2 separate regions of the Sus scrofa genome follow, and region 2 is linked to region 1. The links are chromatin contacts, called in public Hi-C maps. All regions are on one chromosome and are shown on one strand. Each heading gives the region's core, a stretch centred on a gene start, on an enhancer-like site or on the middle of the called end of the contact. The rest is flanking DNA. Distances are from core to core; before and after follow the strand shown. Region 1 holds the start of CYP20A1 (cytochrome P450, family 20, subfamily A, polypeptide 1). Region 2 has its middle 49 kb from the start of CTLA4.

The links. Hi-C and Micro-C count contacts between places; a contact is called where the count stands out from the background.
Region 2: a Hi-C map of fetal skeletal muscle shows a contact between it and region 1, with 1.9 times the contacts expected there. The contact joins the enhancer-like site here to the promoter of CYP20A1 in region 1. A contact is called at or near these places in 1 of 5 promoter capture datasets (liver) and 3 of 47 Hi-C or Micro-C datasets (fetal skeletal muscle, fibroblasts and omental adipose tissue).

Annotation. Positions count from the first base shown.
Region 1 is chr15:106,692,042-106,698,805 of Sscrofa11.1, forward strand. It overlaps CYP20A1 (cytochrome P450, family 20, subfamily A, polypeptide 1), which reads left to right and starts at 4,681. Exons shown (of 13, transcript NM_001315809.1): 1 at 4,681-4,872. The coding sequence starts at 4,801.
Region 2 is chr15:107,230,430-107,237,385 of Sscrofa11.1, forward strand. No RefSeq gene overlaps it. Among named protein-coding and RNA genes, the nearest start is that of CTLA4, 49 kb to the right of the region's middle. Within about 2 kb of position 3,717, at least 22 of the 83 cell types and tissues checked have an H3K27ac peak or open chromatin away from gene starts, as enhancers often do. A contact at or near this core is called in fetal skeletal muscle, where this site is marked.

The DNA of each region.
Region 1 (6,764 bases), core at 3,431-5,930:
CTAAATATCTTGCATCTTAAACTCCACCTCAGAGTCTGCTGATGCAATGTGCAACAACCCCATACCACTCAACCTGTAAGATCTTTATCACTATACATTCTCCTAAATAACTTGAGATGTATCTCCAACCTTCTGACATGTATTATTTTACTAAGACATCTAGGAAATTTCTTCTTTATGCTCGCCAGGTCACAAAGTATAAGGTCATCAGACTAATGGACAAAGCAAGATGTTGTGTGGAAGAGCATTACAAACAAGTTAGAAATTTTATCTTCTTATGTCACAGAAGTGAACCAATAAGTCCTGGAGTAAAACACTGAACACTGTTTCTGTTTGGTAAAGGGTATCTGATTACCCTTATTCGTTAGAATTGAGGAAAAAATTTGTACTCACCAAACAGGCAAATTAATAGGGATAAAAATTACCATGTGGAGCAGAGTCCCAACAGGAAACAGATGGCATGCTGAAACCAGGTAATTTAAAGACAGATCAGGAGTTCCCCTGGTGGCTCAGTGGAAACAAATCTGACAAGCATCTGTGAGTACGCAGGCTTGATCCCTGGCCTTGCTCAGTGGGTTAAAGGATCCAGTGTTGCTGTGAGCTATGGTGTAGGTCACAGACATGATTGGATCCTGCATTGTGGGGGTGTAGGTCTGCAGCTACAGCTCCAATTCCACCCCTAGCCCGGGAACCTATCGAATGCTGCACAAAATACAAAAACAAAACAAAAAAAAAAAACCAAAAAAAGATGGTTCAATATGAGTTCCCACTGTGGTGTAATGGGATCGGTGTCTTGGGAATCCTGGGACTCAGGTTTGATCCCTGCCTGGCACAGTGGGTTGAGGATCCAGTGTTGCTCAGCTGTGGCTTAGGTCACAACTACGGCTTGGATCTGACCCCTGGCCCAGGAACTCCATATGCTGTGGGGCGGCCAAAAAAGAAAAAATAAATAAATAAATATGGTTCAACAAATGAGCCATTTATGAAGATATGGGAAGGGTTTAAGGAAAACCAAAAGATTAGCAACAGAGGTAAGCTATCACCAACCCTATGGCTGCATTGTGTGTAGAGAATTTTAAACTGATAATAAACCAACTAAATATCTTTTGCTTTTTATTGTCACCATGTGCAATTGCAAACAACATCATTGATAAATTCCTCCACTCTGTTGGGGGCACTACATCACCTACCCTCTTTTTCTCGAAATGCTGCTGTCAGGTTGTTTTCTCTAGGAAATGAAATGGCATTTCTCTCTGTGGGCCATGAGGAGTTTATTTTATTTTTTGGCTGCACCCGAGGCATGCAGAAGATCCTAAGCCAGGAATCGAACCCATGCCACAGCAGCAACCTGAGCCACAGCAGTGACAACACCAGATCCTTCCCTGTGCCCCAAGGGAACTCCAGGGTTTAACTTTCTTTATGGGCCTGGAATAATGAGGGGAAATGGGAGGTCTTCAGGATAACGGGCAGTCCCTTGTGACATAACTGACATTAGAGAAATTTCTGAAAGCTCTATGCGAGGGAAGGTAGCTTTCTCAGTAGGAGAAAAAGATCTGCTTCCATCAGCAAGGGAGGTTCAGAAGAAATTAAGAGTTTCAGCTTTGTCTTTCACTGACCAAATCACTTGACCTCAGAGTCCCATTCCTTTTCAAACAGAGAATAACTTGAGAATAAGAGACCTGGCAAGGTCGTGATGTTGTTGTAAGTGCACAATTCGATTTTGGAAACTGATACTCAGCCATCTCAGCCTTGCAGGTGCCAACGATAAAGAATTCTTTTAGGACCACCATGGCTGGTTTCTGACACATTCTCTGCACATCATTTTGAGAATTCAAAGCCTTAATTTTTTCTCCCCTCTTTCATAAGATCTATAATGCAGCTAGAAATAACCATCCATGCCACCATTTTTTTTTTGTAATCCATATTATTACCATCAAAAGTCACTAGGCTATCCCAAATTTTGTTCCCTACTAGCACTGCATCCCGTGCCACCACTGGTGGTCATTTGAATGATCTTGTTTTCACTGCATGCCACAGAATGTCAAGGATGAGGTCGTCAAATATGTGTTTAACCTGGTCCAGGACTCCATCTTGTTTCTGGAAGCCACTCTTGGGGCCAACTAGTCAGCCCTGCTTTCTTCTCAGCCTCAACATACTGATGCCTCTACTGGTGGAACCCAACTGGAGGGAAGCTTTAAAGGGGCCCTGGTGGTATAGCCTGCAGAAATTAGCTCCAGGGGTCACAAAATAGGACAAAGAATGGCAGAGAGTGGATCTGAGAATATGAGGGGAGGGTCCACCTCTGACAGGGAAGCCCTACCCAAAATGTGGATATTTATAGTGTATCAGAAACGTAATCCTTCAAAGTTAGGATTAAAATTTTAGATGTCAATACAAAAATGTGTGAAAGTATACACGTGGTTTTACAAAATATTTTAGAGGGTATCTGGGCAAAAGTCTGAAGAACACAAGAACAGGAGGTAGTTGCATAGTTTTAGAGACTCAATCTCTAAAGTATTTTGCCCTGTTCACTGTCTGTAATCTTTGTCTCTTTTTCACAGACCCTTAAATTTTAGAGGTCTCTGGCCATGAGTCAATTTAAGACTAAAAGGGGAGTCCAGTTATCTCAGAGGACTGCCTATAGCTACTGTTATACAACTGTGTTACACATTTAAAAATCTGATGTTCATTCCCTTTTTTTTTTTTTTTTGTCTTATTTTAGGGCCGCACCCATGGCATATGGAGGTTCCCAGGCTAGGGGTCTAATTGGAGCTGTAGCCACTGGCCTATGCCACAGCCACAGCAACCCGGGATCCAAGCCGCATCTGCAACCTATATCATAGCTCACAGCAACACCAGCTCCTTAACCGGCCAGGGATTGAACCTACAACCTCGTGGTTACTAGTCAGGTTCGTTAACTACTGAGCCGAAACGGGAACTCTTAATGTTCACTGTCTTGAAAATCTACTTGAAACATGATTCCGATGGGAAATGTGCCTTTAAAATTCAGAACAGGAGACTTAAAAATGAACTTTTGGGAGTTCCTGTTGTGGCTCAGTGGAAACGAATCTGACTAGTATCCATGTGAACAAGGGTTAGATCCCTGGACTCATGCAAAGATCTGGCGTTGCCATGAGCTGTGGTGTAGGTTACAGACTTGGCTCGGATCTGGTGTTGCTGTGGTTGTGGTGTAGGCCAGCAGCTGCAGCTCCAATTCGACCCCTAGACTGGGAACTTCCATATGGGGTGGATGCAGCCCTAAAAAGCCAAAAAAGGAGATATGTTCCATGTTTATGTAATAAGTCATTTACCATAGAAGTTCTAAAATGCAACCTTCAGGAGTTCCCTGGTGACTTAGTGGGTTAAGGATCTGGCATTGTCACTGCTGTGGCAATGATTCCATCCATGGTCCAGAAACTTCTATGTGCCAGGGGAGCAGTAAAAAATGACACACACAAACACACACAAAACTGCAAAATGAAATCTGTAATGATTTCTCTTGCTGAACTGCTGCCTCCGTGTGACTTTAAATCTATAAAATCTATAATCTAAATTAAATCTATAAAATCTATTAATACTTTTAGGACATTTCCACTAAGTGGACACCAGTAAGTAGCAGGCCTTGAGTTATGTTATCCATGTCAAAACTTGGAGTCCCTTGAGACAGAAGAGGGATCCTAGGATATTTTTATGCTCTAGAAAATAGCCTAGGATTTTTGCTGTTGTTTGCAAAAGATATTGCACTATTCGTCATTTTTTTTTTTTTTTTTTGTCTTTTTGCCATTTCTTGGGCCATACCCGCGACATATGGAGGTTCCCAGGCTAGGGGTCTAATCGGAGCTGTAGCTGCCAGCCTACGCCAGAGCCACAGCAACGCGGGGATCCGAGCCGAGTCTGCAGCCTACACCACAGCTCATGGCAATGCCAGATCCTTAACCCACTGAGCAAGGCCAGGGATCGAACCTGCAACCTCATGGTTCCTAGTCGGATTCGTTAACCATTGAGCCACGACGGGAACTCCCGTCATTTGTTTTTTGATCTAAAAAAACAGTGAAACTTTTTGACACGCCCACCAGAAAAAACACATTCAAATAACATGGAAGAAAATGTCTCTGAATGTCTTTTTTCTATTTAACCGTCTTACACAGTTTATCTAACTGGCAATTCTGTAAACATAGGAGCTGTGCTAAATACTTTTCATAAAATATAAAATATCTAACTTAATCGTGTTTGACTCTAAGACGTTTCCATCAGTTTGGCTTAGGTCAGTGGTTCTCAATGCGTTTAATAGCGGTATTAAACCACAGATTGCTGTACCCCTCTCCCTCCCGCAGTGTCCGATTCTCTAGGTCTGTGATGGGATGGAGAATCTGCATTTTTACAAGTTCCCCAGTGATGCTGCCACTGGTGGTCCAGGGACCCCAGTATGAGAACGACGGGTTTAGTGGTTTTAATCAACCTTAAATTCTTAAACCTTAAAGTGCTGGTCGTGGAAGGGTGACGAGAAGTCCTAACGTTTTCTAGAAGCGGAGGTTCCCCTTCCCCAAGCAACCCCTTCCCGAGGTCGTGGGCGTGTCCTGGAGTCGTGCCCACTGGAACTCCGCCCCTGGGCGTGGCTCCGGCCCCCGGGCCGCTCCCGGGCGCCCAGTGGCCTCCTCGCCAGGCCCTGCGGGCCACGCCCTCAGCGGCCCTGGCGTTCGCACGTCCGGCGGGCCCTCCTCCCATTCCTCGGGTCTGGCCAGGCTGAGGCGCTGCTGTTCGGGCCGGGAAACCGAGACGTGGCTCCCGGGCGGAGGAACCATGTTGGACTTCGCGATCTTCGCGGTTACCTTCCTGCTGGCGTTGGTGGGAGCGGTGCTCTACCTCTACCCGGTAACGGCCGTCTCGGCCCTCACTGCCTTTCCCACATCCACGTCGCTCAGCCCGCAGCGGGCCGCAAGGGGCGGGCCCGAGGGAGGGCTTCCGCTCCCGCTCCCGCTCCCGCTCCGTCCACCACCGGCCCCGCGCGGGCCCCGTTTCCGAAGCACGTGATGCTTCGCAGGCGCGCGCTGCCCGCGTTGAGGATCAACCCGCGCGAGCGGTACGACCACCCTCAGAGGCAGAAACAGGCGTGCGGGCGGCTCAGATCTCTGCGCCCAGCATCGCCGCGTCATTCTTGGGGGGCAGGTCTGAAGTGCCCTGCTGGCTTTCGGTCGGTAACTCTGCCAACCCCAATTCCATTTTCTAGTGAGCCTGGGAGGAAACCAGGCTGCTTCACTCCTTTCTCCTTTCCGGAGGATTCCCCAAGTATTTCTTTCCTTGTGTCTTTCTGTTTGTCATTCCTGGAATCCAAATTCCTTTAGGGTGCAGATCGGGTCTTTCTCCTTGCAAGGCCTCACAGGCTACGGGGGTCCTGGAAATAGCTCTGAGCAGGGAGTTAACTGTGAGCTTCACTTGACTCTGAATCTGTTTTTTATCTCTTGGTCTCCTAGCCTTCTTGTCAACCTCGGAAGATGGTTCTGAAAACAAAATCATCTACAATGCAAGGTGGTGATTGTAGGAGAAGTTGTAAAGCAGCAGGACAGAGCCAAATATATCACTGACAATGACAGAACACCTCACATTATTTTCAGAGGTGGTAAATGGATTAGTTTGGAGTATTGCAACTAGACAATCTGAAACTTTCAGTGTATCTTTTTTTTTTTTCTGAAAAGTTAAAAATTCAGTTAACTCCAGATCTTGAATTTTTGACACTCTTCTAGTGACACTATTTGACCCTATTCTAGAAAGGGAAAACAGACAATATAAGCAAATAACATAGAGTTTGTTAGTGTTAAGTATTAGGGAGCTAAATAAATTTGGAAGTAGGTGCCATTGTAATTTTAGATGGTCAAGAGATAAGGAGAAATTTGAGCAGAGACCTGAAGGAGATGAAGGATCAGGCCACTCAGGTATCTGAGAAGCCATTTCAGGCAAAGAGAGCAAGTGCAGATCTTTAGGGGAAACATGTCTGGTGTGTTCCGGGAACACAAGGAGAGGGGTGTGGCTGGAGTGGAAGAGACTACCCAGAAGAATCAGGGATGAAGATGGGCAGTTTTTAGTTTAGGCCATTTTGTGGACTTGCCTTTACAGAAGAGTGGCATTTTAAATGTAAAGGAATTAAAATATAATTTTATTAAAGTTTAAAAGAATCATTTTGGCTGCCATGCTAAGAAAAGACTTAAGGGGAGTTCCCTGGTGGCCTAGCAGTTAAGGATTTGGTGTTGTCACTGCTGTGACTGAAGTTTGATCCCTGGGCCAGGAATTCTGCATCCTGTTGGTGCCACCAAAAAAGACCTGAGATAAGGGTGGAAGTGGGCAGAGTAATAAGGAGAATATTATAATTCTTGGCTTAGACCAAGATAGCAGTGGTAGAGATAGTGCGGAGGGATGGGGGAACACTTTATTAGGGGCATCATTAGTAACAGGAAGGAAGGTGGAATATGTGGGCACAAATGTAGGCAGATAGGTAGCTATGGTGTGTAAGTTATTCTTGATTGCTTTAATTTTTTTGATGAAATAGAAATGGGCTTATCAGTTATTGGTGAAGATAGGGGATTTGAAGAGAAAGAAGGAGCAAAATAGCCACCTGGAAGATTAGGAGAGTGAGGGACTAGGGAAATGAGATTTCCAGGCAGCTCATTTGAAGTTTGTGAAAAATTATAAATACTGGTCAGCATGGCTGTATTTTCCCCCAGCTGTTTTTCTTCAGCTCTGTGGGATCAAGGGCAGATGACAGAATATTG
Region 2 (6,956 bases), core at 2,467-4,966, 540 kb after region 1:
TCTCTTTCTGCTCCACATTCCCAGGGCTAACTTCCATCCTCATGGTTTCTAAATAGCTGCTGAAGTTCCAGCCATCATGTCTATTTCCATGCTAGAAGGAGGAAAAGGTCAAAGGTAAAAAGGAGGAGACCAAATGAATCAGCATCTCCCACTCCTGCTTTTAATGAACTTTCTCAGAAGCTCCACTCAGTAACAGGAAACTTATAAATCTCATTGTGGAGCTTACAGACACAGGGTCACCCCTATCTGCAGAGAGCCTGGGAAACAAAGACTTTTAGCAAGGCTCATTGCTGCCCTCAATAAAACAGGCTCTGTCAGTCATGAAAAAGAGGAGAATAGATATTGGCCAGGCAACTGCCAGTCTCTTGCAGATTCTCTCAGCCCTTTAAAATTTATTTTATTTTTGCTTTTTAGGGGTGCACCTGTGGCATATGGAACTTCCCAGGCTAAGGGTTGAATTGGAGCTGTAGCTGCTGGCCTACATCACAGCCACAGCAATGTGGGATCCAAGCTGAATCTGCAACCTACACCACAGCTCACGGCAATGCCCCATCCTTAACCCACTGAGCAAGGCCAGGGATGGAACCCACATCCTCATGGATACTAGTCAGGTTTGTTACTGCTGAGCCACAATGGGAACACCTATCTTATTTTTTTTATAGTGACAAAATACAGGTAACATGAAAGTTACTATTTAAATTATGTGTATAATTCTGTAGCCCTAAGTACATTGACAGTATTGTATACCGCTCACCACTACCCATTTCCAGAACTTCATCATCTGGATTAGAAACTCTCTATTCATTAAACAATGACACCCTCTCCACCCCTCCCACCCCATCCCCATCTCCTTTCAGCCATGGATAAACTCCATTCTCGTTTATTCTACCTTCTGCCACTAAGAATTTGCATATTTCAGGTACCTCATATAACTGATCATATAACATTTATCCTTTTGTGAACTACTTACCTCCCTTAGCATACTTTTTTCAAAGTTCACCCATGTCGTATCATGTGTTAGTACTTTAATCCTTTTTATGAGCTGAATAACATTCCATGGTATGGATATATCACATTTTGTTTATCCTTTCATCTGTCAATAGACATTTGGGTTACATCTTAGTCCATTCAGGCTGCTGTAACTAAATACTACAGATTGCGTAGCTTATGAAGAACAAAAATTTATTTCTGACAGTTCCAGAGGCTGGACGTCTAAGACCAGAGTACTAGCCATGTCTGGTCTTGGTGAAGGTTCTCTTCTGGGTTTCAGAAGGCCAACTTCTGGCTGGGTCTTCATATGGTGGGAGGGGTAAAGGATCTCTCTTAAAAGGGTAGTAATCCCATTTCATGGGGCTTCATCCTCATGACCTGTTCCCCTCCCAAAATGATACCATCATATTGGGCATTAGGATTTCAACAAAGGAATTTTGGGGAGACAAAACCATTCAGACCATAGTGGGTTGTTTGCAGCTTTTCCCTACTGTGAATAATGCTGTTATGAACATTCGTGTATAGACATCTGTTCAAGTCGCTGCTTTCAATCTGCTTTCAATTGCAACCACTATGGGTGGAATTATTGGGTCATGTGGTAATTCTATGTTTAACCTTTTGAGGAGCCACCAAATACACTTTACATTTTGTATTCTATTTGCTCTTCAAAAATTGCCATTGTTGAAACCACACATTGAAATTCTAATGGCAAGGGGACACCTACTTGGCATCTGGGTTATCTTATCCCCCAGCAGAGCACTACTCCCCCAGTGGAGTCCCCAGTCCTTCAGGGGACGCCTGTATAGTACATGTTAAAATGAGCAGGATGGAATTATCACTTTGGAAATGGGACACAAATGTAAGAGGCAAAGTCAACAACATATCCCACCATACCCCACTCTTCTCTTGGTAACGAGACTAATTTTCCTTGGCTCTGCCTTTAGGCAGCCTCACCAAGTTCTTGTGGCAGACTTATTGTGTCTATACTGGATTCCCTTGACCCCTGTGGATTTGTAAAGACCCACCACGAGGTTTCAGGCAGGAGCTGTATCCACTTCTAAACTTGACCTCAAGTTAATTGTTGCAGCTTTATCAAGGAGAGGGAAGATGAACTTAGTTCATTTTGTGCCCCAGTAATAGTTGTAACTGTGCATTGGTCTAGTGGGTAAGAACATGGTCACTGGAGCCCGACGTCTGGTGTTTAGATCCCAGCTCTACCTTCTATTGTGGGATCTTCCTTGAAATTATTTAACTTCTCTGTGCTTCAGCTTCTTCACCTATAAATTGGAGGTTAATAGTAGTGCTTTACTTATTTCGTGTAACTGCGAGGGTCACCTGAGTTAACATGGTTAACACTTTAGAAAGGTGCCTGCACTCTGGAAGGCTCTGTAAGGAGGGGGGGGGGTAGTGTTTGAAGTTCTGATATTATGATTATACCTGGGAAATGTAAATTCTCTAAACTGTGACAATTAACTACAAACTGACAATGGATCACCACTGTAGAGTTGGTAATTAAAAAAAAAAAAAAAAAAAAAAAAAAAAAGAACCAAATTTGGAGGGCACACATGCACAAAGTATGGAGAGACACAGCCAGATGGGTTGAAAAAGGCACTGGACTTTATCTTTGGTCTGATGTCACAAGCCTGGAAAATGTTAACCCTTGGCCTCTTATCTCTAAATTAGAGTAACTCCACTACATTTGTTGCATTATTGTGAAGACTTATTGAGGCAAGATAAAGGTTTATACATGATAATTATGAAACACATATAAACAGTCAGATTAACAATCTAAAGTTGAGTTCCCTTCATGGCTCAATGGTTAAGGAACCCAACTAGTAACCATGAAGATGCGGGTTTGATCCCTGGCCTTGCTCAGTGGGTTGGGGATCCGGCGTTGCAGATGGGGCTCAGATTCCCCTTTGCTGTGGCTGTGGCTGTGGCTGGAAGCTACAACTCAGATTCGACCCCTAGCCTAGGAACTTCCATATGCCTTGGGTGCATCCCTCAAGAGCAAAAAAAAAAAAAAAAAAAAGTAGCCGTTTAAATTCTCGTTGTCAAAATGGATTTGATGTTTGTGACCAGGTCTTGGCAATAAAACCAAGGGAGGTTGTGGAAAACATGAAAGTTCAGAGGCTGAGGAAGAGTTGGGGTTCTCATGCTGTGCACTTGAAACAGATTCGTATCTGTCCACCTGCTAGGATGGACTGCACCAGCCTGAGGAATTTGGGCTAATTTTCATTCAGAATAGAATTTAAAACATCAGATTTCTTGAAGAAAACAGTGAAATCTGAGTCCTCCTCTATGATTATCCAACTGAAGCAGAGAAGCCACACAGCCAGCTCATGGTTGTAGCAAAGACGGGTGATAGGTTGGAGCGATAAATTGGAGCGATAAATTGGAGCGTTCGGACCTCGGGGTTAGGCTAACTAATTCTGTGAGGGCTGGAACTAGGTATTTATTCAGCAGTCTCCGTGCGCCATCTATGGGTCAATATGTTTTATTGCAATACCAGGCGAATAGGCGGTGATCCCTTCAGACACAATGCAGTCGGTTTGATTTTTAAAAACAGGTCACATCTCCCTTTCGCTTGTGAAAGCTTTTCTCACTTTTTTGGTTTGTATGTCTTTCCTTTGGTAGAAGCATTGCGTTTGGTGCCTATCTATAATCCTCTCTTTGGACAAAGGGAGACGTTTTGCCTTGAAATGTAGACGTGCTTGAGGAGGGTGGGTACTGCATGCCTGGATTCCATTTGCTAATGAGTTTCTCACAGCCAGGAAATCCTTCCCTCCACATTAAATGACCAAGACGTCATTTTAAAAATCCGGTGAGACTTGCATTTTCCCACAGTTGGCTGGAAAAGGGGATGGACCAGGAATTGGAACAATTTTTGCTTTCTACTGTCCCCATGTTTTATTCTTCGCACCAGCTGGCATAGGGAAGGCCACTGATTGGGATGCAAGGAAGCCCAAGTGTTATGAAGGACAGGGCAGGCAAGGGAAATTAAGGAGGACTGTTTGGAGGGAATGAGATCGGTTTTGGATTTTAGAAGAAATGAGGGTAGCAGGAGAGGGGGATGGGCTGGTGGAGAAGGCTGCATACCCTCTTTACTACGCCTGCAGATCAAGAGAGCCTTGTATAGAAAGAAGAAACTGGTTTTTCATAAGGATGCCCTATTTCAAGCTTTTCTTCTTTGGATTTCCTTGTCTTTGACACCTACCTCTTTCTATTCTAAGTCCCCTTGCCCTCACCCTTGTTGCGTAGGCTGGCAGCCGCATCTCTGATTCAACCTCTAGCCTGGGAACTTCCATATGCCGTGGGTGTGGCCCTACAAAGAAAAAAAATATTGCAAGCATAGAACTGTGTCTCTATCCCCATTGTGCAGTTAGAGGCCTATGGAGGGGTAAGGAGGGGAAAATAGGAAGAAAATTACATGTTTTGTATTATTAAGTTTCTTTGAATGTTTATTTAAGAGGCCAAGTTAGTGGTGCCCAATCACTGATGCATGGTAGGGCTGAGAGAGAGAATGTGCTGGATGCTCTTTTCGCAGCATAAAAATGGGGCAGGCCCTCTGGTCCTATGGGGAAAGAATGGAAAACACTCTGGGGTGGAACTTCTGTTTTCACTCCTGCCTCTGAGGGGAAAGGAAAAATGGGTGAATGTTAGGGCTGGAACTGAATCCACAAAGCAGGGTCTGAAGGAAGAGTTGGGGCTCAGAGGCTTTGAGGTGCTAAGAGGCCCAGTGGGGTAGACCAGCTGTTTAGGGCAGCCAGCTCAGTAGTCAGTGTTGGAATAGTCCTGTGGGTGTCCTGCCAGGATTATTTGGGGCTCATAGGAGAATTGCTTTGGGTTGCTGGTAGAAAGTCCTTGGTTTTGCAAAGCTAGGACAAAAGTAGGTATTGGTATTTGTATGCAGGTCATTTGACTCTTGATTGGCCACAGAGATATGAGAATGACGAAGAGGTGGGTAGGACACCAGGTCTTGATGGTTGTACCATGATAATAATATATTTCCTAGGTAATGTGGTCAAGGCGTAAGAAAGCTCATGACACCCTTGTAAATTTTAGAAAGCCCCCACAGGCTCAGAGGGAGTTGTTATGCTATAATTACAGAGTTGACTACAGTCTTTGAAACGGGTCTGGCTGACACTACGATCCTTATTTTTATAGGGAATAACCCCAAGTGTTGGATTTAGGAACAAGTATTGAGTTTTTATTGGCTATACAATTGTCTCCCCAAAGGAAACCCTTTCATTGTCAGATAACAGGTAATGTTCTAAAGCCCTCCCTTGCTAATAAATCAAACTCTTTAAGGTTTCTTTGTAAGAGCTACCCCTTAGGAGTTGTGGAGACAGTGGAAAGAGCCCTGACCTGGTAGGAGAGAGTTTGGGTTCCACTCTCAGCCTAGCCACTCTGAAGCTATATCCATGAGCAAGTCACTTCACCCACCTGGAACCCAGCTTCCTCACTGTAAGATGAAGGAGGTTCCTTCATCTGTAACATTCTCTAATTCTATGTTCCAGTGGCTGGAAGTAGTGATGTAGTTCAGCTTGGTTCTAGAGAACAAATAGAGGCTTCCCTCCAATGATGGGCTAAATGTGTCCCCCTAAAATTCATGTGATGAAACCTGAAGCTCCAGTGTGACTGTATGTGGAGGATAAGGACTTTGGAGAATTAATGGTTAAATGAGATCCTGATCCCATAGGACTGTTGCCCTGATAAGAAGAGAGAGACACTAAATCGCTCTCCCTCTCTATACCCAGAAGAAAGGCCTTGTGAGGACAGGGTGGAAGGTGGCCATCTTCAACCCAAGGAGAGAGGTCTCACCAGATACCAATCCTGCTGGCACCTTGATCTTGTGGTTTCCAGAACTTTGAGAAAATAAATTCCTGTTGTTTAAGCCCCCCAGACTATTCTGCTATGGCAGCCCAAGTAGACGAATATATCTTATCCCTTAAGAGCTAGGCTATGATTTATTGGTTTGTGGCCTCTGGGAGAGCTTACATTTAACTTTTTTTCATTGGCAAAGGAATAGCAAAATAAACTAGATTCTGGAAAAGAAGGCACTCATCAGCTTTGGCATTTATAGGCCATGTCTCCTAAGGTCCAAGTGACCACATCTTTCCCAGAGTGAGTCATGGATGTCCATGGGGTATTTTCTCTGACTCCAACCAATTCTCTGACACCAGCTGGATGTCTATAATTCACCTCAACTCTTGACACTATATACCTGGAGTAGCATCAGATCCCCAGGTTAAAGAACTGCACCCTCTCCAGATGCCAGTTTCAAGTTCCAGGCTACCTGGTTAACTAGCTCTAAATTGGAGGGTTCCTATGACCACTGCCCCCCCCCCCGCCCCCTGACAACCAGGTTTGGCAATTTGCCAGAATGGCTCACAGATCCAGGAAAACTTTGCTTATATTTACAGATTTGCTATAAAGGATACAAATCAGGAACAACCACATGGAAGAAAGGCAAAGGGCAAGTTGTGAGATGAGTGGGGTATGGAACCAGCAATGCCTACACCATCTGCAGGCGCTCTGCCTTCTCTGATGCATGGATGTATTTACCAGCCAGAAGCTCTCCCAATCTCCTTGCTCAAGGATTCTTAAGACCTTATTTCCAGTCCCTCCCTCCCTTCCTCCAAGATTGGTGAGTGGGACTGAAAGGTCCAACTGTCTGATCACCTGGTTTCTCCTATGATCAGCTCCACCCTAAGGCTATTGAGTGGCCCTACCCTAAGTCACTTTATTAGCATAAACTCAGGTGTGATTGAAAAGGGCTCATGATGAATAAAACAAGACACTCCTATCAGGAAATTCCAAGGGTTTTAGGAGTTCTGTGCCAGGAACCAGGGACAAAGAGCAAGTATATTTATTATTCTATCACAATGTCCAACATGGATCGTGTTCAGCTTTAGCTGGTCCTCTTGTTCTCATGTGGATGAGACTGCGGGGTTACTTTCTGA